2 separate regions of the Capra hircus genome follow, and region 1 is linked to region 2. A link is a contact called in public Hi-C data. All regions are on one chromosome and are shown on one strand. Each heading gives the region's core, a stretch centred on a gene start, on an enhancer-like site or on the middle of the called end of the contact. The rest is flanking DNA. Distances are from core to core; before and after follow the strand shown.

What was found. A called contact is a pair of places that touch in the nucleus more often than the background predicts.
Region 1: a contact with region 2 is called in a Hi-C map of blood, with 4 times the contacts expected there. The contact joins two enhancer-like sites. A contact is called at or near these places in 4 of 5 Hi-C or Micro-C datasets (blood and liver).

The regions. Positions count from the first base shown.
Region 1 is chr16:70,092,830-70,095,529 of ARS1.2, reverse strand. All of the region lies in intron 11 of DTL (denticleless protein homolog), which reads left to right. Among named protein-coding and RNA genes, the nearest start is that of INTS7, 32 kb to the left of the region's middle. Within about 2 kb of position 1,274, at least 1 of the 5 cell types and tissues checked has an H3K27ac peak or open chromatin away from gene starts, as enhancers often do.
Region 2 is chr16:69,766,577-69,769,376 of ARS1.2, reverse strand. No RefSeq gene overlaps it. Among named protein-coding and RNA genes, the nearest start is that of NENF, 19 kb to the left of the region's middle. Within about 2 kb of position 1,411, at least 3 of the 5 cell types and tissues checked have an H3K27ac peak or open chromatin away from gene starts, as enhancers often do.

The sequences.
Region 1 (2,700 bases), core at 25-2,524, 330 kb before region 2:
ATGAAAATTTTCTTATAAAATATATACTTGAGACTCTCATGATAAGAGTTTTACATAACTTCCTGTCTATAAAATTCTTCTTACTTGAGCTTTAAACTTTATGTGACTAGCACTAGTGTTTCTGTTTCATAATCTGGTCTTGTGCTGCATATTTATTATCTTTTGGTTTTTCCTTCCCTCACTATCTTACCTACATTCCTTTTTCTGCTTTGGTTCCCAACTTAGCTAGAGGATTTTATTCCTACCAAGGTCAGTATCTTTTAAATTTTTTTTCTTAAAAGTAAAACTGCAAACATACCAAAAAGCATAATAAAGGATTATGCACAAAACAACTTAGGCACTCATCATATTTTAAAATCAGCTTTTTAGTTATATAGTTGAGTGTGTGTGTGTGTGTGTGTGTGTGTGTGTGTGTGTGTATAGTTTATTGCCAATACTTTTGTTTGTTTTCTGGCTTTGTTTTCTTTTTTCTTTTTTTTTTAATTGCCAGTTTCTAAAGTTCCTCTTAGCTCTGGTACAAAAGATTGCCTTTTTTTTTTTTGGTTCCAGAAAATCTGGGTTGAGGGATGCTTCCTCTCCTTAAAGACAAGGAGTAAAGATACTTGGCTGTTCATTAGTAACTCATTTTCAAACATCCAGTCAGTGAGTATCACACACATGGGTGACCCTTTCTGAATTCTAGGCTGGGTCACATGTTGGTGCTGAGTGATGTGGTTCAGACATGATGTTCTCCTGCCTGTCCACACATAACTCAGTGTGCAGGTTCTGATATTTGAGATCCTGGCAAACTTACTGCTCCTAAAAGTGAATTTGCCTGGTGAGGTGGCTCAGTTTTCCTTTTCCATGGTAAGAAAAGGGGGGTGGGATGTAGTGTGTAATTTAAAAACAGTTACACACAAGCTGAGTAGTCAGACAATTAGGTCAGAATTCTCTCAGGTATAAGGATTTTCCTATGCCAAAAAAATCCCATGGGCGCAAGAAAATGGGGTGAAAGAATGGAGTTTTAGATCTCGGGGCAGAAGAGAATGAATGGCCCTCCAGTCCTAACTACTGCCCAGCAAAGAGGAGATGTAATTTAATTAGGCTTTCTGACACTGAGGCCCAAGAGTAAAAAGATTTAATATTATTTTTTCTTCTTATTTAATTTCCTACTCCTTGTCCTACCCTAACCCCTGCCCCCTTCCCTGGTTCATTTCTGATAGAGCCACTGAATAGTATTAAAGTGGTTATAAATAAACTGATTTGGCACCATCATTCTACCGCTGACTGGCGAAACATTGAGCCTGACACTTTAGGAAGTGTAAATGATCTCATGGCAGAAATGAAGATTAGGTTTGGTCTCTAACTGGGCAGAGTAAGGAGGTTTTTTGAGGAAAGGTGCTGATCTTTTTTGCCTGTTCAAGTATACAAAATGTTTTATGAGGTCTGTACATTAGGGCCAGTTGCTTCTAAAGGTACCTTCATTGTTCTGAGAGTTTTAACTTAGGAATTTCTCCTGCCTTGAGTTAAGCCTTTATTCTGTAACAACTAAAATTTGTAAGAGAAGACAATTTTTTGTGTTTTGACCTTTCCCAGAATGCATAGATGTAAATGTCTATTGGGCTTAATTAGTCTCCTCTTCCTATTTAAAAGTAGAGGGAGGTTTTCAAAAGTGAAATCATGTCATTATGATAATATTTTTATTATAATTATAATGAATATTATAGTGAAGGGACAATAAATAAAAACATATTTGAATAAGAATCAAAGATTTAAGTCACCTGATTTTCATTAGAAGAAATTAATCTTCTTTGGAGTAGTCACCAAATATACTTTACCATACTAGGATAGTCCTCAACTGTGAAAACACTTGTTACTGACTTTCATAAAAAGTTGTTGGACATAAGCTCTCATTCTAGCCTACAACATGCCCTTCCCTCCACTTTTTCTTTTAGATTGGTGTAGAATTTGAATACTGTAAAATTCACCATTGTAGTCATTTTAAAGTGTACAGTTCAGTGCTTTTTTTTTTTTTTTTTGGTATAGTCACAGTATTGTGCAGCCATCCCATCTCATTCCCAGACATTTTTATCACTCCCAAAAGAAACCCCATAACCTTTGGAGTCACTCCATTCCTCCCTTCCCCCAACTTCTGGCAACTGCTAACCTTCATTCTGTCTCTGTAGATCTGCCTTTTCTGAACATTTCCTATAAATGGAATTATATAGAGACATGATCTTCTATGTCTGGCTTTGCTTTCATAAAATTTATCCATTTTTATATATATCAGTACTTCATTCCTCTTTATGGAGGGAATATTCCATTGGATGTTTAGACCTTATTTGTCTATTTATCAGTTGATGGACATTTAAACTTTCCCACTTTTTGGCTTTTTTTAAAAATTATTCATTTATTTATATATTTGACTGCATCTGGTCTTGGTTGCAGCATGCGGGATCGTTTGTTGCATCTCACAGACTTCTCTCCAGTGTGGTGTGTGGACTTGGTTGTCCTTCAGCATGTGGGATCTTAATTACCCCCCAAGGAGGAAACCGATGTCCCCTGCAGTGGAAGGTGGATTCTTAACCACTGGGCCACCAGGGAAGTCCCCACTTTTTTGGCTTTATGAACAGAGCTACTATGAACATGCATGTAAAAAGTTGTGTTTGAATATGTCTTCAATTCTCCTGGGAGTGTATACCCAAGAGTAGAATTGCTGGG
Region 2 (2,800 bases), core at 162-2,661:
ATTAGACGGAACAGGCTGGGAAGGCCTCCACGAGGAGATGTTTAAACGGAGTACAGAGGAACACTTTTAGCCCATACTTCCTGTTGGTAGGGGCTTCCCTGATAACTCAGTTGGTAAAGAATCTGCCTCCAATGCAGGAGACCCCAGTTCGATTCCTGGGTAGGGGAATTCACTGGAGAAGGGATAGGCTACCCACTCCAGTATTTTTGGGCTTCCCTTGTTCAGCTGGTAAAGAATCCACCTGCAATGCAGGAGACCTGGGTTCGATCCCTGGGTTGGGAAGATCCCCTGGAGAAGGGAAAGGCTCCCCAATTCAGTATTCTGGCCTGGAGAATTCTATGGACAGTATAGTCCATGGGGTTGCAAAGAATCAGACAGGACTGAGTGCTTTCACTTTCTGTTGGTAGAGGAGTCTCACTGTGTTTCCTGTGTAATGATCAATTTAAATGCAGAAGACTCTCTCCCAGGACAGGGGTGGGCATTTCCCCACCATCGGCCAAGATGTCTCTCCAGAGATGGAAATGTTGAGCTTCCTTTTAATACAGGATCTCAAACCAGAGGGCTCTTTGGGGCTGGAGAGGTAATGGGTCCAGGGGCAGACAGTTCAGAATCAGAAAAGCACCCCCCACCCCAGTCAAGGCCATGAGATTGTCTGACTTGGTTCCGACACTCAAGGGGCATGACCCACAGTCCAGCCTGCAGGGAGGGAGCTTGTGGCCTCAGTGTGTGTGCCTGTGTGGTGTGTACCTATATGTGTGTATTTGTGTATCTGTGTGTATCTGTTTCTGTATGTGTACACAGCTCTGTGTGTGATGTGTATCTGTGTTTGTGGTGAGTGTATGTGTGTGTGTATCTGTGTGTCTGTGTATGTGTACATCTGTGTGTGTGGTGTGTCTGTGTGTATGTGTACATTTGTGTGTGTGTGACGTGAGTGCCTGTCTGTGTGTGCCTGTCTGTATCTGCGTGTATGTGTGTATCTCTGTGTATACTGTGTGCATATCTGTGTGTATCTGTGTGTGTTGTGTGTGCACATCTGCGTGTGTGACATGTGTGTGCCTGTGTGTACCTGCCTGTATCTGTGTGTATGTATATATCTCTGTGTATAGTGTGTGCATATCAATGGGTGTAGTGTGTGTGTATATCTATGTATGTATCTCTGTGCTGTGTGTATATGTGCATATCTGTGTATATCTCTGTGTATATCTACATGTGTAGCTGTGTGCATGTATATCTATGCGTGTATATCGATGTGTGCACACACACACGTGCAGGAGAACAAGTTTCCCCTCTTGGCGCGCTGGTTTTCTCTCTGTCCCCTTTCTGAGGCGCGGGGGCTGGGACTGGCACGCAGCTTCTGGCTTTGGCGGCGGCTCGCGATTCGCCTCTCTGCGGGTAGGAGGCGCCGGAAGCGGCCTGGCGCTCTGGAGGGAGCTCGGCTCGCCTGGCTCCCCGTCCAAGCCGCGGAAGCCGGGCTCCTCCCCTCTGCCGCAGCGAGTCCAGGCTGCAGGACCAGCGTTGTCGTCCTGACCTCCACCCCAGAGAAGGCCCACCAGCCGACCCACCCCCACCTCAGAGGTCTGGGCCCAACCCTGCTCGGGCATCCCTGCTGCTGGCGATTCCGTACGCTGCCCTCCCGGGGCTTCCCGCGGCCGCCACCTCCCTGATACACGGTTAGGTGCTCCTCACCGGGCTCAGGTGGCCCAGCCCCTGTCCTGGCCTTCGGGGGCCTTTCGGGCCCTGGAAAGATCAAAAGCAGGTGCCCCTGCAGGTGGTTATTAATTGCTCCCTGTTGAGAAAGAGGGGCTGGCTTGTCCGGGAGAGGTCAGCGGGTCTGTTCTCAGCTCCTCCCTGCGAGGACCTCCACGTGTCAGGGAGGAAAGACAGGGAGGAGAGGGGGACACGTGCGACCCCAGCTCCAGCCTCTGGCACACCCACCCCATCCCACCCTCCTGCCGGCTGGCCTGTTCTGCACACAGAGCCCTCTGGGGGGCAGGGCTCCTCCCGAAGGTCCCCGTGTCCCTCCACCTGGGTGGAAGGACCTTTGCAGGTGACCGGCCACCGCGCGGTCACCCACCCCTGTGGCTCACCCATAGGTCTGGCCAGCCAGCAACTGTGTCCCGACCAGGTAGAGACCCATCTGTTCCTGCCTTGGAAAATTCCAGAAACTGAGCTAGCTGAGGGCGCCATGGGGAGCACTCCTGAGATAACCTCCAAGTGTGAGGGAATGAGGTGGAAGCTGCAGTGGGGGGACAGGGGCAGGATGCTCCGATGCCTTTGGGGGAGGGACAGAGGCTGGCTCCTGGGATCTTGGGCCTTTCTGTTTCCTTTTCCAGGAAAGCCTTTCTTTCCCAGAAAACCTCTTTTGCTGCAGTTACCTGGCTGAGTCTTTGTTTCTTGTTCCCAGAAAAGCCCAGGAGGTGGAACCTAAGGAGAAGAGAAGAGGAACTTCCCTGGGGGTCCAGTGGCTAAGACTCCACACTCCCCATGCAGGGGGTTTGGGTTCAATCCCTGGTTGGGGAACTAATCTCACATGCTGCAACTGAAGCTCCTGCACATGGAGATGAAGGTCAAATATCCTGCATGCTGCAACAAAGGCCCGGAGCAGCCAACTAAATAAACAAAAATAAATACTAAACAAGACAAGACACCCAGCATGTATGGAGAACCTCTATGTGACAGGCACCGTGCTGGGGGCCTGGGCCCACGTGTGACAACTGAGGTCTGGTTAGTATCTCCAGCTGATGGAGGGGAGGGGAGCACAGTCTCAGAAGAAAGGGTGGCCCAGAGCCAGACGCCAGAA